2 separate regions of the Xenopus tropicalis genome follow, and region 1 is linked to region 2. Evidence: chromatin contacts called from public Hi-C data. All regions are on one chromosome and are shown on one strand. Each heading gives the region's core, a stretch centred on a gene start, on an enhancer-like site or on the middle of the called end of the contact. The rest is flanking DNA. Distances are from core to core; before and after follow the strand shown. Region 1 holds the start of get1 (guided entry of tail-anchored proteins factor 1). Region 2 has its middle 28 kb from the start of sh3bgr.

Evidence for each region. Hi-C and Micro-C count contacts between places; a contact is called where the count stands out from the background.
Region 1: a contact with region 2 is called in a Hi-C map of brain, with 5 times the contacts expected there. The contact joins the promoter of get1 here to the enhancer-like site in region 2. A contact is called at or near these places in 2 of 5 Hi-C or Micro-C datasets (brain and gastrula embryo).

What each region holds. Positions count from the first base shown.
Region 1 is chr2:11,733,001-11,736,882 of UCB_Xtro_10.0, forward strand. get1 (guided entry of tail-anchored proteins factor 1) reads right to left here and starts at 2,364. Exons shown (of 5, transcript NM_001006891.1): 1 at 2,231-2,364. The coding sequence starts at 2,323. It overlaps hmgn1 (high mobility group nucleosome binding domain 1), which reads left to right and starts at 3,003. Exons shown (of 6, transcript NM_203732.2): 1 at 3,003-3,168. The coding sequence starts at 3,154.
Region 2 is chr2:11,671,937-11,676,146 of UCB_Xtro_10.0, forward strand. No RefSeq gene overlaps it. Among named protein-coding and RNA genes, the nearest start is that of sh3bgr, 28 kb to the left of the region's middle. Within about 2 kb of position 2,370, at least 4 of the 11 cell types and tissues checked have an H3K27ac peak or open chromatin away from gene starts, as enhancers often do.

The DNA.
Region 1 (3,882 bases), core at 1,114-3,613, 61 kb after region 2:
CTTAGTTGGGATCAAGTACAGGTACTGTTTTATTATTACAGAGAAAAAGGAAATCATTTTTAAAAATTAGAATTATTTGCTTATAATGGAGTCTATGGAAGATATCCTTTCCATAATTCTGAACTTTCTGGATAACGGGTTTCCGGATAAGGCATCCTATACCTGTACAAAACATAAATTTTAAGTTAAATGCAATTTTAAATCAGTGCAAAACATAAATTTTAAATTAACAGATTTTTACTTAATGCATCCTCCACTTTTGCAGCCATCTATCAAGCGGGGTTCAGCACCCAGTACTCGCAAGTAACATTCACATGATGCCATTGGACACAGGTTTGAATGTGCTTAACATACTTTGCTCCATAACCTCGAAATAATAACATTTGTGTAATGCAAATATCCCTTTTTATTTACCGATTCTACCCCCCTGCTTTTTCACCCACAATAGAATGTACATAGCTTATTTTTTTTAAATGTTAAAGAAAAAGTATTTTTTTTTTTTTTTTAAAAAAAAAAAGGGAACTGTCAGTGGAAACAGTTGGCAACCATGAGACATAAAGAGATGACACAATGGTGGCATGGCCGTCTTGTGATGTTTAAAAAAACACTTGGGGACGCACTGGGAGAAAAAAAAAAAAGCTGACAGACAGCAGAACCCTCCATACTTGTTAATGGCAGGATTTCCTAGCATTAGGCTTACCCCTTTCCACTCCTAGCCATTTGCGGAATTAAACTCTACCCTCCCAAGGGGAGATGTTTGTAGAGTGTAAGCTCTTTTGGGCAGGGCTCTCTTCCCCTCCTGTATTGGTTATTAATTGCTTTATTTGTTACTCTGTATGCCCAATGTATGAAACCCACTTATTGTACAGCGCTGCGGGATATGTTGGCGCTTTATAAATAAATGTTAATAATAATAAATGTTTCCCTTCATATAGGGGTTCCCTAATGCGCGTAGCCGATATAAACCTGCAATATAGCAGTGCTTAACGTGAGGGAAGGTTATAATGATGCCACAATAAAGATGGCAGTTGTGACATCGCTATAACAGGCAGCAGATACAATCCCTAGACTATATTCCATATTAAAACCAGCATTCTATGGGGAATTGGGCTGCAGCTTTGCCAATGCTGTGTATTAAAGATCAGGCACCTCTATATTCCTGGAGCACTAGGAGACTTTTTTACTCATTTTCTAACACAACAACCCTGTCCCCCTTCTTCCTTAAGGGTGAAGACACACAGAGCTACTAGTAGCAGCTACTTGTCGTGGCTACTAAAACAGACAATGCTGATCATTTACTGATAACTGTCTATGTGTGTTTTAGCAGAGGCAATTCTCAGTATTGTCTATGGCAGGGGATTTTCTGGCATTTTGTAGCCGTGACAAGTAGCTGCTACTAGTAGCCTAGTCTGTCTTCACCCTAAGGGTGTGGAATACACTGAGCTACTAGTAGCAGCTACTTGTCGTGGCTACTAAAACAGACAATGCTGATCATTTACTGATAACAGTCTCTACGTGTGTTTTAGCAGAGGCAATTCTCAGTATTGTCTATGGCAGGGGATTTTCTGGAGTTTAGTAGCTGTGACAAGTAGCTGCTACTAGTAGCCTAGTCTGTCTTCACCCTAAGGGTGAAGACACACGGAGCTACTAGTAGCAGCTACTTGTTGTGGCTACTAAAACAGACAATGCTGATCATTTACTGATAATTGTCCCTGTGTGTGTTTAGCAGAGGCAATTCTCAGTATTGTCTATGGCAGGGGATTTTCTGGCATGTTGTAGCTGTGACAAGTAGCTGCTACTAAGTAGCTCCATGTGTCTTTGCCCTTAAGGGTGAAGACACACAGAGCGACTAGTAGCAGCTACTAAAATCCCCTGCCATAGACAATACTGAGAATTTCCCCTGCTAAACACACACAGAGACAATTATCAGTAAATGATCAGCATTGTCTGTTTTAGTAGCCGTGACAAGCAGCTGCTACTAGTAGCTCAGTGTATTCCACACCCTTAGGGTGAAGACACTACTAGTAGCAGCTACTTGTCACGGCTACTAAACGCCAGAAAATCCCCTGCCATAGACAATACTGAGAATTGCCTCTGCTAAACACACGTAGAGACAATTATCAGTAAATGATCAGCATTGTCTGTTTTAGTCAAGTAGCTCCGTGTGTCTTCCCCCCTACAGCATATCGTCCCCCTCCCGCGATTCTCGGGCGATCAGTCGCTTACTTACAAGCGAGGAGAAAGAAGGAAGCAGGATTTTACAGAGATTGCACAGAAACACGGCGCTCAGCACTAACAGCCACGCCGCACAGCTCTCCGCCATGTTTCCCAGCAGCTCCCACATCGGCTGCAACAATAGCGATCAGCAAACCCCTCCCCCTTTAGAGGTGGAAAGAATCAAAACATGATATCGCTATAAAGATCTATAGGACAAAGATAGTTTTTTTTTTATTATGGTCGGTACCAATTGGATCTATTGTATCCCCCCCCCCCACACACACACACTCAGCAGCGACGAGATCGGGTTAAAACAGCGATCGCAGGGAACAGCGTGGATAGTGACGTCGCTCCAAGCACGATGCGTCTCAGCCAATCAGCGAGCGCCCTTGTATTTACCACCAGCGATTCAAACAAACGTGAAAAAAAAAAAAAAATCCCAAAGCCGATTTACTACCCCACCGCCGCCACATCCCCCCTTAGGGAGAAAAGGAAGGAGGAGGAGGGGAGGGGGGGGGTGAGTGACAGGCTAACCTACCCAGACAGGTGCCCGTGTTATGGTTTGAAAATCCACTGAGAGCCAATGGAAAGGGGGGACCGGGGTGGGACATACGCTTCCCCTCCCCCCATTCTCTCCAGCCCCCCCAACAGGTTAGAGCGGTGAATAGATAAAGAGGCGGAGGGATCCTATCCGGTTTGAACTAGTTCTCTGGCTCGCATATTAACCGCTTGCAAGCGCTAGGGAGCCGACTAGTCTTTGTGAGTACTCCATCTGCAGGAGGGCTCGCACATAGAAAAAACAAATATATATATAAATAAGTGCAAGCAAGCCAGGGATTTAAGTGTGTAGGCGTCCATTTGCAGAGAAGGCTGCTAAGCGTTCCCGTTGCTTCTGTCTTTGGATTCAAGCGGTGCACACAAGCCCTCAGTGCAGCCATGCCTAAGAGAAAGGTAAGGAGGAGCGCTGCAAGGACGCGGAGGGCTCCCTGCGAATATTAGCGGGAATTGCAAGCGGCAAATGGGTTTATGTCGGACGCGCGTATTCGTCCGCCGTTCGCTTTCTACATGGATATATCCGCGGTGGATAGAAAGTCCGCTTGTGGCGACGCCGAGGCTTTGAAAAAAATGGCGGTGGGATACCTTTTTAGAATGTGGTGCATTTGGAACTTTTCCTACTGGAATTGCAAACGCTTTTACTTTAATGGGGGGGAAAGCAGCCCGCACTATTTTTCTTCGTTTTCCTGAGGGGGTCGCGGTGACTTGCTGAGGGGGGGGGGGTTCCTATTAGGAATGGCGGGCTTCTTCGCTTGGGGAGACGGCGTAGGAGGTTCCGCGTTGATTTTTGTTTTACTTTAAACAACATGGAGGGTTGGAGTTTTAATTATGGAGAATGGCGGGAGGCGGCTGTGGCGGGAATTCTGTGAGGTAATGTCGTCGGGAGTGCACGACCACAACATGGCGGGGGTTGTGTGTGTGTGTGAGAGATTGTATACGCTGCAAGTGGCCCTCCGGGGGATTGCAAGTCTAACCTCCAGCGGGCCATTAGTTGGCCCCTCTATAGAGGCGTGTGGTGAAAACAACGAGGGGGGTGTGTGTAAGAGGAGTAATGTCGGGCGGGAGGGGGTTGGACGAGATGAGCGCTCCTTCCCTCTACTGCCCCCTCCT
Region 2 (4,210 bases), core at 1,120-3,619:
CACATCCTGCATTTTTACTCACTTTGACCCACTACCAAACTCGACATGCACCTACCATATTGCAACCCGATCTGTGACCCACTGATCACAATGAAACAGGAAGTGCTGTTGCTGCAACCTGGAAGTGACATCACCAGAAGTAGGCGGGGTAGAAAAAAACTGTTTAAAAATGTCTAAAGGAGTAAAATATAGGTAATATAATATAAGAAATATGAGAAAAAAAAACCACAACCCTACCGGCAAACTGCATTTATACCTGAATTAGAAAAATCTACCCACTAGCCGCAGAGCACCAGATTTTCTTGTGGGTACCCAACCCACTGCAGGACTCTACCCTGAGCCAGCTGGGGAATCCCCCCTCTCACAAGGCATAGGGACTAAGAACTATGACTGCATTATTAGTAGGGTAAGTTGACCCTTTAGGTCCCCCACAGCCTAAAAGGGCATTCTTATTGGCACAGCCCCTCCATGAGAATAGTGATACCAGTGCTATTGACCCCCTACAATCATTTGACTAAAGGTGCCCATACGTGTTAAGATCCGCTCGCTTGGCAAGGTCGCCAAGCGAGCGGATCTTCTCCCGATATCCCCACCTACGGGTGGACGATATCGGGCAAATGTAGGCTAATTCTGGGGCCCTGGGGCCAAACGATCGAATTCTAACGGCGCCAATGGCACAGTCGGTTTGGGGACCGCATCAATGAGCCGATGCGGCCCCTAATCCAACTAAATCTTTTAACCTGCTCCATCGATATCTGACCAATGTCAGGCCAGATATCGGTCGGGCATTGCGGTCGTTTCTGCCCCTACACGGGCCGATAAGCTGTCAAATGGGTCAAAGGGACCCATATCAGCAGCTACAATCGGCCCATGTATGGCCACCTTAACATCGCTATGTAAGGAAACCACTGACACAGTCAGGTATGAATTATTTGGAAAGGCTCACTTCCTGGTTCCTGAGCAATCTGTGTGTGACAGTGCCCCCATCTGCCATAGGCAGCACATTACATATTTACATGGATAAAAGCAAGGTGAAGCTAATGATGCCCAATGAGTCCAGAATGTATGGCATCAAGTGTTTTTGATTGCTGCCGACCGGCAGGATCACAGAAGTCAAAATGACTGTCCCTCCAAAGGTCTTTTACTGATTTTATTGATAGGAAACTGCCATGTCTATGTCAGGCACTATCAGTAGGTAACGACAGCGTCACCATTTCATTTCGATACCCAACTAACAGCATCTCTTGTTAACATGCTATGGAGTTCTATGATGCTCCCTGACAGGGATGGAGAATGTCGATGTGCAGCCTCCACTTCCCCTGCCCCATGGGATCCGATCTCACTCCCAAACCCCGTTTCATGCAATTCTGCAGGGGAAAAAGCACTTTCCCTTTGCCTGTAATGAGTGCACATGTGCTCTATTAAGCAGCCCCTACCCCCTCACCCCTCCTATACAGACAGCCAATAAAACGGGAAAGCAGAAATAATAACCCCCCCCCCAATCGTCTCCTGGATAGAAAGAAAAATAAGCTGAAATCTCAGGGAACTGTACCACCTGGTGCACAGACTGTAGAATTACTGTAATAACAATGTCAATAGCCCAACATCTTATTGTTCCGCAGACCCTTCCCTTTGTGTGCCAGGGGGCAGCAGCTGGCGCGGCGTATCCCAAATTCTCATTTTTATTACTGTCATACGCCGGGGTCTGGTACATATCAGGCAAACCCTACACACAGAAATCATTGTTTACATCTATTTCCCTCCATTTCTATTCCGTGTTGCCAAGTCCGACCCGGCACCATTCTATTGTACCAGGCACCGGGGGCAGTTATAAAAATAAAGGCGTACGTTACCCCCAAGGGTAAAAATATATAAGAAATGAGATGGAAGGGTCATTGTGTTCCTGTAGGAGTGGAATTCTGGGGTGTTTTATGAAGGGATATTCATTTCCCTCCATTTCTATTCCGTGTTGCCAAGTCTGACCCGGCACCATTCTATTGTACCAGGCACCGGGGGCAGTTATAAGAACAAAGGGGTACGTTACCCCAAGGGTAAATAAGAAATGAGAGGAAAGGGTCATTGTGTTCCTGTTGGAGTGGAATTCTGTGGTGTTTTATGAAGGCATGTTCATTTCCCTCCATTTTTGAGTGTGGGGGAGGGTAAAATTACCTGTCTTATTTTTATAATTCTATTTTTTCAACAATAAAATGTTTCTCATCGTAGGCTTTGTTTATTTATACCCCCGGCCAAGACCTGCATGCAAACCACTCCTTTTTTGTCTGTATAAATGAAAAGCCGTTAGCAAACAGCTGGCGAGTTTCAGCGAGGACCTTTCTCCCCCTCCATGTCCCTCTCTGTGTTTGTGTGTCTGTATGGAGCGCTCTAATGAGAGTGATGTAGCGTCTCCTTGCTTTCCCCTGATTGGCGGATCCATTCTGTGTGGCTGTTTCTTGGCTCCGAGCCATCCCTACCTTAAAATGGACGTTTGGAGAAAGAATCCGAGCATGATGATGATCAGGGATGGCAAGCCAGTCACGTACACAAAACAATATTGCCTCTTTAGGTTTTTATTTATTTATTTTTTAGAAATAGCAGTTTTTCTCTAGCAGATTTTATTCCCATTCCTCTGCTAAAGAGATTCAGCCCTTCCCATCTCTAGAGCTGACTGACTGCCCTGGATTTATTGACATGCACCATACACACACATATAGATATATACACAATAACACACACACATACAGATATATACACAATAACACACACACACATACAGATATATACACACACATACAGATATATACACACACACATACAGATATATACACACACACATACAGATATATACACACACATATAGATATATACACAATAACACACACACATACAGATATATACACAATAACACACACATATAGATATATACACAATAACACACACACATATAGATATATACACAATAACACACACACATATAGATATATACACAATAACACCCACACATACAGATATATACACAATAACACCCACACATATAGATATATACACAATAACACCCACACATATAGATATATACACAATAACACACACACATACAGATATATACACAATAACATACAGATATATACACACACATATAGATATATACACAATAACACACACACATACAGATATATACACAATAACACACACACATATAGATATATACACAATAACACACACACATAGGTATATACACAATAACACCCACACATACAGATATATACACAATAACACACACACATACAGATATATACACAATAACACACACATACAGATATATACACAATAACACACACACATACAGATATATACACAATAACACACACACACATACAGATATATACACACAATAACACACACACACATACAGATATATACACACAATAACACACACACATATACACACATACACGCACCAATAACTCTCTTATCCTAATCCCAAAAGCCGCGCTTGAGACGTAATCCCCAACCCAGTATTCCCCTAGTGATCTTTATTTTTTCCCACCATTTTTTTGTTTTTTAATTTAAAAAAATAAAATAAAAAAGTCTAAATATTTGATTAAAAACACAAGTTAGGTACCGCGCACGCAGGACTTAAGGTTCATTTCGAATGCTTTATTGAAATGGCAACTGACGTTTCGGCTGTATTTTTCATGTAATTTCACAAAAAAAATAAAAAGATTCATATTTGATAGTATTTCTAATGTAAAGTTTCCAATACTCTATTATTTGATCTTTTTTTTTTTATTTAAAAAAATGAGCTTAAGAAATAGCTTTGTATTGGAAAGTATTGTTTTGTGACGTTTATATTGAATTATTTTGTGAATATTTTTTTCATGTTTTTGTATTAAAAAAATAGCAGAATATTTAAGTAAATTTATGTAAAGGTTAGAAATATTTATCTGAAATTAGTTTTGCTTATTTTTTTGGATCTGTTTTTGAATCTTAAAAACATGATTAGAAAAGATTAGAATTAGCGATGGGCGAAATAAACCAGGCCTGGATTTGCGGTGAATTTCTGTATTTTCGCCATTGGCGTTTTTTTTCTCGAAATTTGCTGCGTCACAAAAAATGTCACACACATCAAAAAAATACAGCGCATCATTTTAGCTGTTTCGCAAATTTTTTTATATGAATTATCTGGTTTTGACGCGTCATTAAAAAAGAATTC